3 separate regions of the Zea mays genome follow, and all the other regions are linked to region 1. A link is a contact called in public Hi-C data. All regions are on one chromosome and are shown on one strand. The core of a region is the stretch at or near the end of the contact, and the rest is flanking DNA. Distances in the headings are between cores, read along the strand shown. Region 1 holds the start of LOC103630423 (embryogenesis-associated protein EMB8). Region 2 holds the start of LOC100283598. Region 3 holds the start of LOC100384836.

Region 1 (4,300 bases), core at 633-3,132:
AGAATAGAACGGCTCTATTCTCAAAAACTAGAATGAAGCCGCTCCATTCTAGTTGACTCTCCAACCAAACGTACCCTAATATAATGGTATACAACTCTTCTGTGTGTTCGAAAAAAAAACTATTAGCCCTACGGATCCAAACAGGATCTACATCTGTCTTCCAATGAATAGAAAGAAGTTCTGTGTTGAGTTTATAACTAAACTTTTTCCCAGATTTGGCAGACATTTGAGTGGTAACAAGTTACAACTTCATCCCGTAGTGGCATAGTGAATTACAGCTGCTCGGTATTTGTGAATTGTGATATTATTGACTGTTGATGATGGAGGTCCTAGAGAATAAATTAGGAAATTCAACATTTTCCTTGTGGACCGGGACCTTTATCTCTTTATCCATTGGCAGAGTTTTGTTAGTTTACATATTTATTTTTAACTGATATGTTGAACATGATATGGTTAAGTATCATTCAGTACCCGTTGTGGAAACTCTACAACACATTATATATCATCAGTCATCGCACGCTAGCACTCATTATTCAAGAGACATTCTCTTATCTCTATTTGAGTTCATTAATTCATTCTTGTATCTAGGCTTATTCTCAACCTTGCTATTGCTTGTTGGTTTGTTTTGCAGAGCAACCAGGTGTTCTCCAGGTTGTGCCGAGCCAGACTTACCAGCTACATGGTCCTGGGTCTGGCACTCACCAGGGCACGACACACACCTTGGGCCTTATGTGAAGGCGTATGAGAATCAAGAAGACTGTGTTTAGTATGGCTGTATGGCACAGGTCTGACGAATGTGTATAGTACAGTACTATGTAAGAATAAGGGACGTATCGTCTATATACTGCTTTGCGCATGCTCAGCCCTGTTCTAAAGCTTGTAATGCACCAATGCGTATGTTTTCAATACAATGACAAGTATGCTATCTTGTTTGGTGCTTGATCGGTCCGTGTTTGATCCTTGAATCTGGAGTGGAGCACTCTGCCTCTCTGCGTCCGCTTTGTGTTGCTTATTTGCTATGTTGTTGAGTTTAGGGTTGAAAACGGACCGGTAAAATACCGACCTGTATCGTTTTCTATATTTGACCCGATTGTATATTTGATCCGATTGTTTCTATATTTACGGAAAAATATGGAAACGGGATGGAAGGTTTATTTCGTCCAATTTTTGTGAGATCTCGCTTTTATCTGGATTGAACATGTATTTATTCCGTAATTGATAAATATAAGAAGAGTCTAATATGAATTAGTATATAAACTAAAGCCTCGTATCTTTAGATGACAAATTATAGTACAAGTGGTCATTGTAACCATCGATTTTTTTCAATGACAAGTGGTCTAAAGTATTAAACAATATCGGATATAGCTATATGTACACCATTAGCAACCAAACAACAATAGAATGTTGTTTCTCTATATCTATTTGTTTTATATTATTATCCTACCAATTAATCATTAGTCAATCAAACCATGAATACCATTTGTATTTGTATTAAATTATGAGTTTTCGTTAGTATTTTTATTTCCGTTAGTATTTTATTTCCGTTCGTTTTTTGTAATTCGGTTCATCCCATCCTCTTTTCGTTTCTGACTATTCCAAATTCAATCTAATTTTCAATGATAAAAATGCGGATATGAAAACGAGATTGAAGTTTTTTCGTCTGTTTTAGTTCCTAATTGAGTTGGTTTTCTAGACTGGCACCCGCCAGTCGGATCCACACGGCAGTGATTCTGACTACAAACCTTTCTAGAAAGGAGCACAGGGTCCGCGCACCATTGTCCAACCTTCCATGGAGAACCACAGGGTTCGCGCCAGTGTCCATCGACTCCTGCCACTCAGGCACTCACGAGAGGTAAAAAAAACGTTAACAAGATGTCTCGTCACACGTGTCTCGCACGCATTCCTGCAGTCTCGCTCTCGCAGCCTGCTCGTCCATTCAACGACCAAACCGCTCACGTCACGTGCCTGCCCATCGCTTCCCAATCCTAACCGCCCGCAGCGCAGCGGCGAGATCGACATCGACCTCAATCGCTGACGAGTGACGACCTTTCCGTGTCGATCGGTCTCCATTACTACTAGCTCGCGGGCGCGGCATCCCTCAACCGAAACTGATGAAGGCTGCGGTCTCCAGCGCCGGCGAGTCGGCGGGCGAGCTGCTTCTCCGCGCGGCGGCGCTGGTGCCGTGGACGCGCTACTTCCTCGCGGCGCTAGCCCTGGCCGCCGTACTCCTGTACAGGTTCCTGGAGCTCCACTTGCTCGGCGACCTCCTCCGCGGCCTCCGCGGCGGCCGCGTCTCGCTTACCTTCCACCCCGAGTCTCAAGTGTACCACCGGGTCGCCTCCAAGTGCCGCTCGCTGCACGGCAGGTCGGCGGGTGTGGGATGCTATCATGACTCATGAGACATCTGCTCTGCCTCCCTCTTCCGAAGAAAAATTGCTTTGTGATTTTCCCCCCAATGTTGCATTGCGTAGGTACCTGACGACGCCGTGGTTAGCGAGTCCTCATTTGCAGACGCTGTTCCTGAGCATATCTGGCAGACCACCTTCATTCACCTATCGGAGGTTGGAGTGAAATAGTAAATCGTTGTCATCATTGATATTATTAAGCATTTGCGTGTTGCGTTCTTCATGGTGTTGTTGCTCGCTTGCTTTTTAGTTCCTCTGTAGTAAAGTGATTAAGTGACTACATAGTGGTTGTTACTTATACATTGTTATGTTTCTGTTGATGCTTTACTAAAACTTAGCTGATGCATTCAATTTGGCTATGCAATTCTATGTGTTTATGGCTGGTGCACAAAGTCCAAAAGAAAATAGTACTCCATCTGGTCCAAATTATAGTTCACATTAAGTTAAACTTCTTTAATCTCTACCGATTTTTTAGAAAAAATTATTAACGCTTCAAGTTCAAATAAATGTCATATCAAGACATATTACATTATGAATTTAACGAAAGTAATTTCATGGTTTATGCTAAGTTAGTTTGACTTAAGATAAAGTTAAAGGAGTACAATTTGGAATGGAAGGGGTATTTCATTATTGTGAACATATGATGTATATAGGGAGGCAAAAGTAGTTTTTCATATGTCCAGGAAATGTTTGGCTCCCATTGTTTCATTTCAGTATTCTGCAATTTGTGGCCACACATATCAGCTTGATATACCTTAGAGATCCTCATATTTTTAAATTAGGGCCTTGTAATACAAGATAAAAACTGCAATGTTATAGAGTTTTATGACTGTGGTTATCTTTCTCAGTGATTGGACTATTCATATTGCAGGCAGTTGTACACTGTTCGTGATGGCGGTACCATTGCCTTAGATTGGTTACTAGCTTCTGATCTTGAAGGTTCTGCAAAGTTTAGATAGTTTAAGATTGATTAGCAAGCAAATGGACGATTAACCTTTTCCTTTTGGTGCTAAATTGCAGATGGAGATATTGGCACTTCTGACGGAACCATTTCTAAGGATGATTCAACACCCCTTCTTGTTGTGATACCTGGATTAACTAGTGATTCTAGTGCTGCTGTAAGTCGATCAGTTTAAACAAGAACTGGAAGTTGATTGTATAATCCCTGACTCTCTGTTTCATTTTAGCTACCTTTATAATTTAATCTAAACAAGATGTGGGGGGCTTTGTTGCAGTATGTGAAGCACTTGGTCTTTTCTATGGCAATCAAAGGATGGAATGTTGTTGTAAGCAACCACAGGGGTCTTGGTGGCATCTCCATAACAGTAAGTTCTTCCATAGGTCAAAACTTATGATAAGACACAATTTTCTATTAAAAAACCAAGATTTTTTAAGCTAGTTAACCTTGAATACACATTATAACACCAGAAGAATTGTCACCAACATTAGTTGCTGATAAAAGATTTAGATGTCTATTGTTACTTTTTTCTGTTTGCAGTCTGATTGCTTTTACAATGCCGGGTGGACGGCAGATATGCGTGAAGTTGTTAGTTTCCTTCATCAAGAGTATCCTAAGGCTCCACTATTCACTGTTGGGACAAGCATAGGTGCCAATATTGTGGTGGGTTTAGTTTTTCTTTCCCGTTCCCACCCTGTGAAAAAATTACGGCAGCTGTTCTTAATAGTTTAAGGTTAGTTCTGAAACTTTCTTATATATTGCCCATTTAGGTCAAGTATCTTGGAGAAGAAGGTGAAAACACACCTGTAGCTGGTGCTGCATCTATTTGTTCTCCCTGGGATCTGCTGGTTAGTTAATTATTAATTAATTTAGTGGGTTTCCAACTTTTTCTGATTTTAAAAGTGTATGCAGAAATACTTTGGTTTGCATATCAATT
Region 2 (4,300 bases), core at 1,221-3,720, 220 kb before region 1:
AAGCGGGAGAGTGTTTGAAAGCCTTCCATACTGTTGGATAATCCTCATCCATGAGAAACTTGATGTACAAGGCTGACATTGCAAATACATAAATGCAGAGAAGAGTCGAGGAAGAAACAAACATGAAAAAGTACCGGTAATTGCGCTGCACATTGTAAAAGTGAGCCAGTAAAGATCAGGTTAAAAGAAGGCAATCAAGGAGAAACTGAAGAAAAAATTCCTACAGATTGTAAGAAATCATTCTTTCAACATGAAAGTTCTGAGGACCTCGCACTTAGAACTAAATATTTCAAGTAGCTGATCTTGTGTAATGGAGGGGATTTTAGTTGGATTACAGAATTCAACAGTTCTTTTGCCAGTGCATAACTTATAAAAACTATCATGGAAAACTAATACAACTGTAGTTCCTAGGATTTACTGCCAGTTATGCATATTTGAGAAACTGGTCAGGCTGGAATAAGGTCAGACTCCACCTAATAGAAACATAATCATGCACCTATGTTGAGAGTGCAAAAATAAGTACATAAACATGTTGCATGTCCACCTAGCAAACAACATTAAGTAAAGAAGCATGTCCCATGCCCACCAAAGGTTCACATTTATGTCAAGGAAATACAACAGTTATATGTCTGGTATACTAAGTAGGTGAACGTGTTAACTATGTCAAATGGTGGCAAGTGCATTACAATTACAATGCTACTACAATATGACTGTTTTTTCTTAACCTGTCTTATTTCTATGCTAAAGCTGAACTCAGAAGGAGACATTAGAGAGCACCACATCACACAGTTTCATCACTACTATTGGTATGCATATAACCTTAGTTAAGAAGGCCTGAAATTCTAGGTATGTGACACAATCCAACACCAAACAAAGCCCATATAAGAAAACTCATATAAGGCTATTCCAACCTCCCTCTGGCACTTATATACTATGCTTGCACAGCATTGAACCATTTGATTTGCATTCACTTACTTTTTTTGAGCCGTCAAGAGTACTTTTTAAAAAATAATGGAACAAGGTTCCAGCCTGTGTTCTAGAGTACTCGAAATATTTTAACTAAAAGCAGGCTGACTAGCATCACACCATATAAGAAAAGTGCAAAACGAAGCGAATGCATTTATAAGCAATAACCAGAGGAACAACAAATATTGTGTAACACTTCTCTTGTGTGTAGATATTCCAGGAATCTAGACATATTCATATGAAAAGTACATGCTTTTTTGACAGACATGTGAAATCAACATGTTCAGGGTCTATTTATGTTTGCTAGTTGATACAGCAACAAATCATAAAAAATACGCTAGATTACAGTAGAGAAATAGGACTATCTACCTGCCCAATGCATTGTCCAACCCAGGGGCAATGATGGTCAAAGCGCTCTACACAATTGTTGCATATCGAACAGTGTGAGCATCGAGGAGGCCGATAAATCATGCAGGTGTCACAATACTTCACTTTCACAGGCATCCCATTAACCAGTACTTCCTTTACACGGGGGAATTGTAGCCTCCCAGGCGTGCCCCCAGACAAAGCGTTGCCATAAGAAAACTCATCCTCCGGCGGGTGGGCTGCGCGGGGAACGATCCCAGGATCCTGCGCTGATGTAATCAAGAGCAGGACTAGCACCTACACAGAAGGAAAACAATGATCCGTGCTCAGCCAAGAGCATATCGCGAATGCTAACTGATCGATACCAGCAGGAATCAGCACACAGAACTCACATAAATCATAAACACTACAGCTACCGCAGGAATCGCATATCCAGCATTGTAAGCCGGGAAGTGGTGGCGAAGATGCCGAGCAACGAATCCGCAGAAGACCAATACCGGGGCCACAATGAGCGAAACAGACAGGATCAGTGACTTGGCGTCAGGTCCGAATATGAGCCTCCCACCAAAGAAGAATTTCTGCAGACAGCGAACGAACTACGTCAGAATGCAGTAGGGCCGCACATTGACAGTTCCACACACACACACACACACACACACACACAGGTTCACAGGACAGCAAACAAGATAACATGAGCCACGCATCCCACGCAATCTACTGTTCATGTTCGTGCCTGGAATCGCCGAGAACGATAAAGTATTAAACAGCACGCTGGCATAATAAGTACAGACCAGACGCGAACCAACTCTACCAAAACGACCCCGTACAGCAAGAAGCGGAAGCGGAATTCCCCACGAAAGAACCGAACAGTGCAACCCAGATTCCCGGTTCAAGAACTAATAAGATGAAGCGAGGGGGGCAGGGGAAAGAGAGGGCAGGATCTTTACATTGTTCCCTTTCCAAGCCTCATACACGCGCTGCGGGCGCGCCATGGGTGGGCGGGTGGTCCGGCTACGGCTCCGGTCAGCGCGGCCTCATCCGAGGCAGCGTCACCCAGCCCAGACCCGGCGGCGAGCAGGAAGGAGTCGACACGCGCACGAGGAAAGGGCGATTTTGAAAAAGGAAAAGCGGAGGAATCGTTGAGCCAGGGCAGAGGAAGCGGCGAGGCCGAGCACAGCAGGGAAAGGGAAGCAAACGCTGCTCGCGTCGCCTTTGTACGTGGTGGGACGGGGAGGTGAGGTGTAAAATGAAAAGCTTTTCTTTTTTAACGGAAAAAATGAGTAAGATATTACGAGATACAAGCTGGCAGCGGCGGCCGGACAAGAGGGGGACTCAGTTTCAGTGTTATTGCACATGACACCTTGTCTTTTAGGGAAATAAACAAATGCGCATGTATGTAAACAGTTACCCTTCTTTTAGCAAGGAAACGCTCATATCGTCAATCTTAGAAGATTATATTTTGACAATAATTAGCAAATATCTTCATACGTTACAACGGTAATTTGTTATGTCATACTCGTACTATTAATGAGCTAGCTATTTTCATAAAATTAAAATTTAAATAAGCTTAGCCCAAACATAACGGGTGCCTGAAGGATGCGGTGGCTAAAAGCCCGAGGTATCGGGGCGGGGGCTTAGGCTTAGGTCCTCATCAGGATTGAAGGGGCCTCTGCGACACCAGTTGTTCTATGTCTAGCCCCCTCTGTATTCTCTTTCTTTTTTCTGGATTGGGCGTGCTACGCGCTCTTCTACCAAGCCCTAGGCGCCGACAGAGCGAGGTTCGTTCCGTGCCTTTCTCGGATCCGGGCGGCTGCCCCAGCATGGCGTCGTTCCTCGATGGCATGAATGTGGTGCATCGGTCAACCCTAAGTTCCTAATGTTGTGATGTAGAAGATTCGACCTGCTGGCTGCTGCCAAACTGCGAGTTTGAGGAAGCCCCAAATTCCTTGGTGGGTCCTTTGTTCGCTTGGAGTTTTCGCCTCGAGGAGTTTGTCCAAAAGCGTTGTGGCGGCACGACGTTCTAGCTTGCTCGGGGAAATCGCGGTGAGCCAACCCCACTGTAGGTCAAGCGGCGGCAGCGGGCGCTAAACGCTATGGCGTGTGTTGGCCAAAAACTACGTCGCAGTCACACCGTTCGACGTCGTGGCAGCCCCACCTCCTGGTTATGGAACCTCGACCGCCCTTAGTGAAGCCTTGTCCCGAGGACAGTTCCTGGGATAACAGGTCGAATCGAAGCAGGGCGGAAGTTACGGTGTATATCGCAGCACTAGTGGGGCCTCCTCTAGGTTCTCCATAAGAAGAGGGGTCCCCTACCGAGGTGACCATGAGGCACTCCTAGGTCCAGTCGCGACCAATCCCACTTGACATGGGAACCAGTTCGCTTTCTGACTCTGGCGAGAGGAGGTCGCGAAATAGACCCTAGATGGGGCCTAGCATACCCGCGACCTCGGCGAAAGCGGGTTGTGGCACGCGCCGTTGCTGGTCGCCACCTCCTGAAGGACCGAGCCACAGGTAGCCAAACCCTTCGATGACGTCGAGTGATTTGCTCATCCAGGGAACCAGGGCTTTCGAGGCCCGACCCATTGTTTCCTTACTACCGACAATGAAATCAAGATTCCCAAAACTGATGGTTGTTCCGGGAGTCCTGACCATGTCAACGTCGTTGCCAGCCATTAGGAGCTTTGAAGAACATCGTCGTGGAACGTGCAAGTCCCCAACCTGGCAAGCCAACTGTCGGTGTTTCAAACCTCGCTTCGACAAGTAGATTTATTGTTCGTGTTCCGGGCTCCGGACGGTGTGCGCGGTGGGCGCAAGGTTTAGACTGGTTTGGGCAGAATGTCCCTACATCCAATCATCAACGGTTTGCGCTACCGATACCATTGATGATCGAAGCTCGTAATAGGGGTTACAAGCAGTGCGAGAGAGTGAGGAGAGGCTCCGAAGTCGCTTGTTCGTGGTTGAGGTGGTT
Region 3 (4,300 bases), core at 543-3,042, 160 kb before region 1:
AACACGGTGACGGCAAAATATTTTGGCTAGGAACACTAAAAGGCAAATGAAAGAGGATGTAGTCGCCTCCAAATAAATACAAGCATAATCATCATATAAACAGTGTAGCTGCACAATTCTGATGGATACTAGGCAAAAGCTACATATTACACAGGTACAATGAAAAAAGTGACTTGAAGTTCGAGTTTAGGACGATTCAAACGACAGCAAGTAGGTATACAGACACAGGACATGCTTCACAGTGCCGAAGCTACTGACAGATACACAGGAGGAAGAACAGACAGCAAACTAAAGGCAAGGTATAACGCACAGAGCATTAAGCAATAAGCGCATCGTCATATCCTTACTTAATTAGTTTGTAACCTGAACAGCGTCGCCTCCAGCGGAATCCGTCATCATGGAAAGAACGCTACCCCCGTTTTCAGGAAAGAGGGAATCTTTCACCACCTCCGCAGCCATTCTAATCCCTTGTCTCACTACTTCGTTGCGGATAGCCGTCGATAGCGTGGACCCGCTCCCTGCCGCCGGAGCAGCAGCAGAGGGGAGAGCGGCAGGAATGTCCACGCCTCCGATCTGAGGTGCCGGGACAGGAAGGCAGTACTGTGGCGGGACCTGCAGCGGCAGCGGCTGGCCCATGGCGACCGTCCCGAGCGCCGGCTGCAGCACGCTCGGTGCCGAGGCTGCGGCTGCCGCTGCGACCGCCGCCGGTGCTGCGGCTGCTGCCGCTGGGGCTGGGCGCGGAGGGAGCTGGTGGTTTGGCGCAGCGGACTGTGCGTAGCCTTGTGGTGGGTGGTGAGAGTCGGTAGGAGGAGGGACCTGCTGCACCTGATGAGGCTGCTGCTCGTGCTCGTATCCCTGGGGTTTTACGGGGTAATCGTTCTGATGCGCCTTGCCCGACGGAAACAGCGGCTGGCCCATTACTACCTCGGGGGACGGCGACTGCCCTCCTGGCATGTTCGGTGTGCCCACAGCCGATGCCGTCGCCGTCGCCGTCGCCGCCGCAGCTGGCTGGGTCCGCTGCATGATGAAGGAGGTGATGCTTAGCGCTGTGGCGGCGAGGGCGAGCACGGCCGCGCCGGCGAAGACGCCGTCCTTGAGGTAGGGGCAGTAGGGCGCTTGTTCCACCCGCACCACGTTGGCGTTCCACGCCGCACCTTGTATGAACAGCGCGAACGCGATCACCGCCGCTATCCTGCTCGCGCGCGCGCAGCACGTACGTGTGCCGGTTCCATCATTTTGTTCGCATAGATAATAATAATACTATATATGTTCGCAAAACCTATAGTATATATGTACTACTGACCATGAGAAAACGGCGCAGACGATGCTGACGATCCTTTTGGTCTCCGAAGGGATGGCGCGGGACCTGCAGCAGCCGCAGCAGCCGCCCACCGCCGAGAAGGTGATCTGAGCCACCACCAGGAAGATGGCGGCGCAGATCCCGAGCCCGATCGCCGGGTTCTGCGGGTAGAGGCAGTCGTCGCCGTACACCAGTATGGTATATGGCTGCATATATATGCGTGGAGCGTGAGCGCGCGGAGTTCATCGATCCATCGGTTAAGCAGGCGAGCGCGAGCGTGGTGAGTATCAATGACATTAGCTAACTGATCGAGAGAGAAAAAGGAAAGACAAGAGACAGCTGTTAGATCCGCCGTGCTTACAGTGAGCTTTGTCCCCTCTGCCGAGAACCCCAGGATGGCACTCAGCAACCCTAGAGACCCGATCACCGAGCAAACGATGATGGACGTCTTGTCCATTTGGATCGCCATTCCAAGCTTCTCTATCTGCTGGAGGCGTGCGCGCGGCTCTAAACCGTAGTCGACCCGGCCATGTTTATATAGGCGGCAGACTCGCTTGCCGGTTTACAGCTCGATATATAGTACGTTATAGGGGCGCTGTGCGTATGGAGGGAGTAGTAATGATTCACTGAATCTTCGAGTGCCGGGATGCAAAACTGTGCGGGTTTGACTGGGTCCAATTCGTTGGTATAGAGAGCGAGCGAGAGACAAGCTCACAGCTGCACGTTGGTATAGAGTATAGAGTGACTGCGACGCTCTTTGAATATAGAGGCCAATGCAACTGCAGCATGTTTCTTTGTCAGCTTTCGTTTTTTCGTGGCAGGGACGCGCAGTAGTACATACCGTACTGCCAGAAGTGAAGACCAGAAGATGGTATATATCTTCGGTAAACCTAAGTGGAAGTTTAACCCGTTTCTTTTCTTTTTTGTACTTTGATTGTCTGGTGGAGTGATTTTATTGGTGAAGCAACACTACCGGAATCCGAGGCTTTGCCGAGTGCTGCCTGGAAGACACTCGACAAAGACAGCTTCTTTGCCGAGTGTACCAGGGACACTCGGCAAAGCCGCCGTCTCCGTTACCCGGCGCCGTAACGGCCGCTTTTCTTTGTCGAGTGCTCTCTGGCACTCGGAAAAGAGGTTTGCCGAGTGCCCGAGATAAAGCACTCGGCAAAGAAGCTTTTGCCGATGCAGTCTTTACCGAGACTTCTTTGCCGAGTGTCACACTCGGCAAAGCCTTTGCCGAGTGTTTTTAAGGCGTCGCCGAGTGCTTCAGGCACTCGGCAAAGCGATTGATTTCGGTAGTGCAATGCAAGGTATAAGTGAAAACCGATCATGATAAAAAAAATGTAACAACTGATGATCCTAATAAAAAAATTGTAATCCTCACATATACCTCCATTGGTTACAAAACGGTTAGCGGGAGTTGGGTTGACACTGGGCGGCGTCGTCGTCGACGACAGGCTGTAGTGGCGGAAAAAAAAAAAATCAAACTACTGAGCTCAGCTCAGCTGGCACAGCGCCGTTCGTATAGGCGACGACTTCCGCTACGAGGAGAGGACGATGCAAATAAGCAACGCATGCATGTGGGGCGCACGAAACGAAGCATAAACCATCCATGCCGCCTAAACTACTGCAAGGTGCACCAGACCAGACAGAATGCAGAGCCGCAACCGCAAGACGTTTCTTTAAACTTGATTGGACAGCGCAGAATTGATGGAGTCTATTGGAATTGGAAGTACAGTAACTTTAGGGCATATACAACCCCATCAATTAAGGAAGAAAAATAAAGAAACACTTTTGCGGCCCTCACATCTATCACCTGGTGATCCATATAATTAAAGAAAAATAAATAATTAAAGGATTAAGTTACAAATTTTAATCTGTTTTTTGGGGCCTTTAAGTCATGGATGTGAGGGGCTACAAAAGAGGGTCTTTCATCTTAGATGTACATATTTTTTTTCTTTAATTAAGGGTATTTTAAGGAGTCTTTAGAGGGATAAGTGGAAAAGAAAACAAGAGACAAGCTCTTTGTGAATTTTTATAAATACTTTTTTTAACTGCATTAATATTGTAGGAGCTCAAGGTTATATGATGTGGTTTCTTACTCGTCTCTTCTACTTAGAAAATCAAACAAAAAACTTAGGCTGTACATGCCCTTAGGGTAGTACATAATGCATGGAAACTCCTCCAGCACATTTGCTCTGTACTCCTACTCTGGGTGGTTGACTTGACTTTGCATGCCCCCTTTGTGCCGCGTCGTCGTCGTCGTCAGAATAGCGCGTGTAGACTAGTGCGCTAGGCTATCCTCGGTCTTTCGGAGCTCGCACGCCGGTCGTGGAGGCCCCCCCCGCTGCGACGGCAACGGGACGCGAGGAGCATATGGCTGGCTGAGCACTGGAGCAGCCAGAGACGCGTCACGTACGTACGTAGTACTAGCTAGCTAGGCGTCCGCGACGGGTGCAGTGTAGGGATGGCAATGGGTAAATACCCACCGGGTATTACTACTCCCATACCCATACCCACGACACAAAAATAACCCCACCGGGTCACCCATATACACTGGCGGGTATGAATTTACCCCCATACCCATACCCATGTGGGTATGGGTCACCCATCGGGTCACCCGTACCCACAAAAATTAAACAACTATCAAAATATTATACTATACAAATGGTAAGTATATCCATATAAATAACATTACAAAAATTTCTAGCATCATTTAACCATCCATTCAACACACCAAAGATAATTGGATAAAGTAGTAACACTATGATAGTACTACATAGTGTATTACATGTTCCATTATATGGTCATTAAATTGTTGTTTAATAGTAAAAAAGTTGGATGACTAAAGTCCAAGTGCATGCTTCGGATAAGTTTATATTGGGTATTTTATACCCACGGGTTAACGGGTATGAGTGAAGGCAGAACGTTCTAATACCCGTTTACCCATTGGGTGAAGATTTTTGCCCAATAACAGACCCACGGGTAGAATATTTAGCC

What was found. A called contact is a pair of places that touch in the nucleus more often than the background predicts.
Region 2: a Hi-C map of leaf shows a contact between it and region 1, with 2.3 times the contacts expected there. The contact joins the promoter of LOC100283598 here to the promoter of LOC103630423 in region 1. A contact is called at or near these places in 6 of 25 Hi-C or Micro-C datasets (bundle sheath, leaf and tassel).
Region 3: a Hi-C map of ear shows a contact between it and region 1, with 2.3 times the contacts expected there. The contact joins the promoter of LOC100384836 here to the promoter of LOC103630423 in region 1. A contact is called at or near these places in 4 of 25 Hi-C or Micro-C datasets (bundle sheath, ear and leaf).

The regions. Positions count from the first base shown.
Region 1 is chr6:161,657,381-161,661,680 of Zm-B73-REFERENCE-NAM-5.0, forward strand. It overlaps LOC103630423 (embryogenesis-associated protein EMB8), which reads left to right and starts at 1,883. Exons shown (of 14, transcript XM_008651478.4): 1 at 1,883-2,365; 2 at 2,472-2,561; 3 at 3,277-3,344; 4 at 3,426-3,523; 5 at 3,641-3,730; 6 at 3,904-4,026; 7 at 4,134-4,211. The coding sequence starts at 2,112. LOC100281745 reads left to right here. Exons shown (of 3, transcript NM_001367270.1): 3 at 632-963. The coding sequence ends at 735.
Region 2 is chr6:161,432,277-161,436,576 of Zm-B73-REFERENCE-NAM-5.0, forward strand. LOC100283598 reads right to left here and starts at 2,471. Exons shown (of 5, transcript NM_001371952.1): 1 at 2,280-2,471; 2 at 1,725-1,910; 3 at 1,336-1,629; 4 at 1-145. The coding sequence starts at 2,324.
Region 3 is chr6:161,501,262-161,505,561 of Zm-B73-REFERENCE-NAM-5.0, forward strand. LOC100384836 reads right to left here and starts at 1,793. Exons shown (of 3, transcript NM_001177273.1): 1 at 1,662-1,793; 2 at 1,304-1,506; 3 at 61-1,192. The coding sequence starts at 1,769. The coding sequence ends at 352.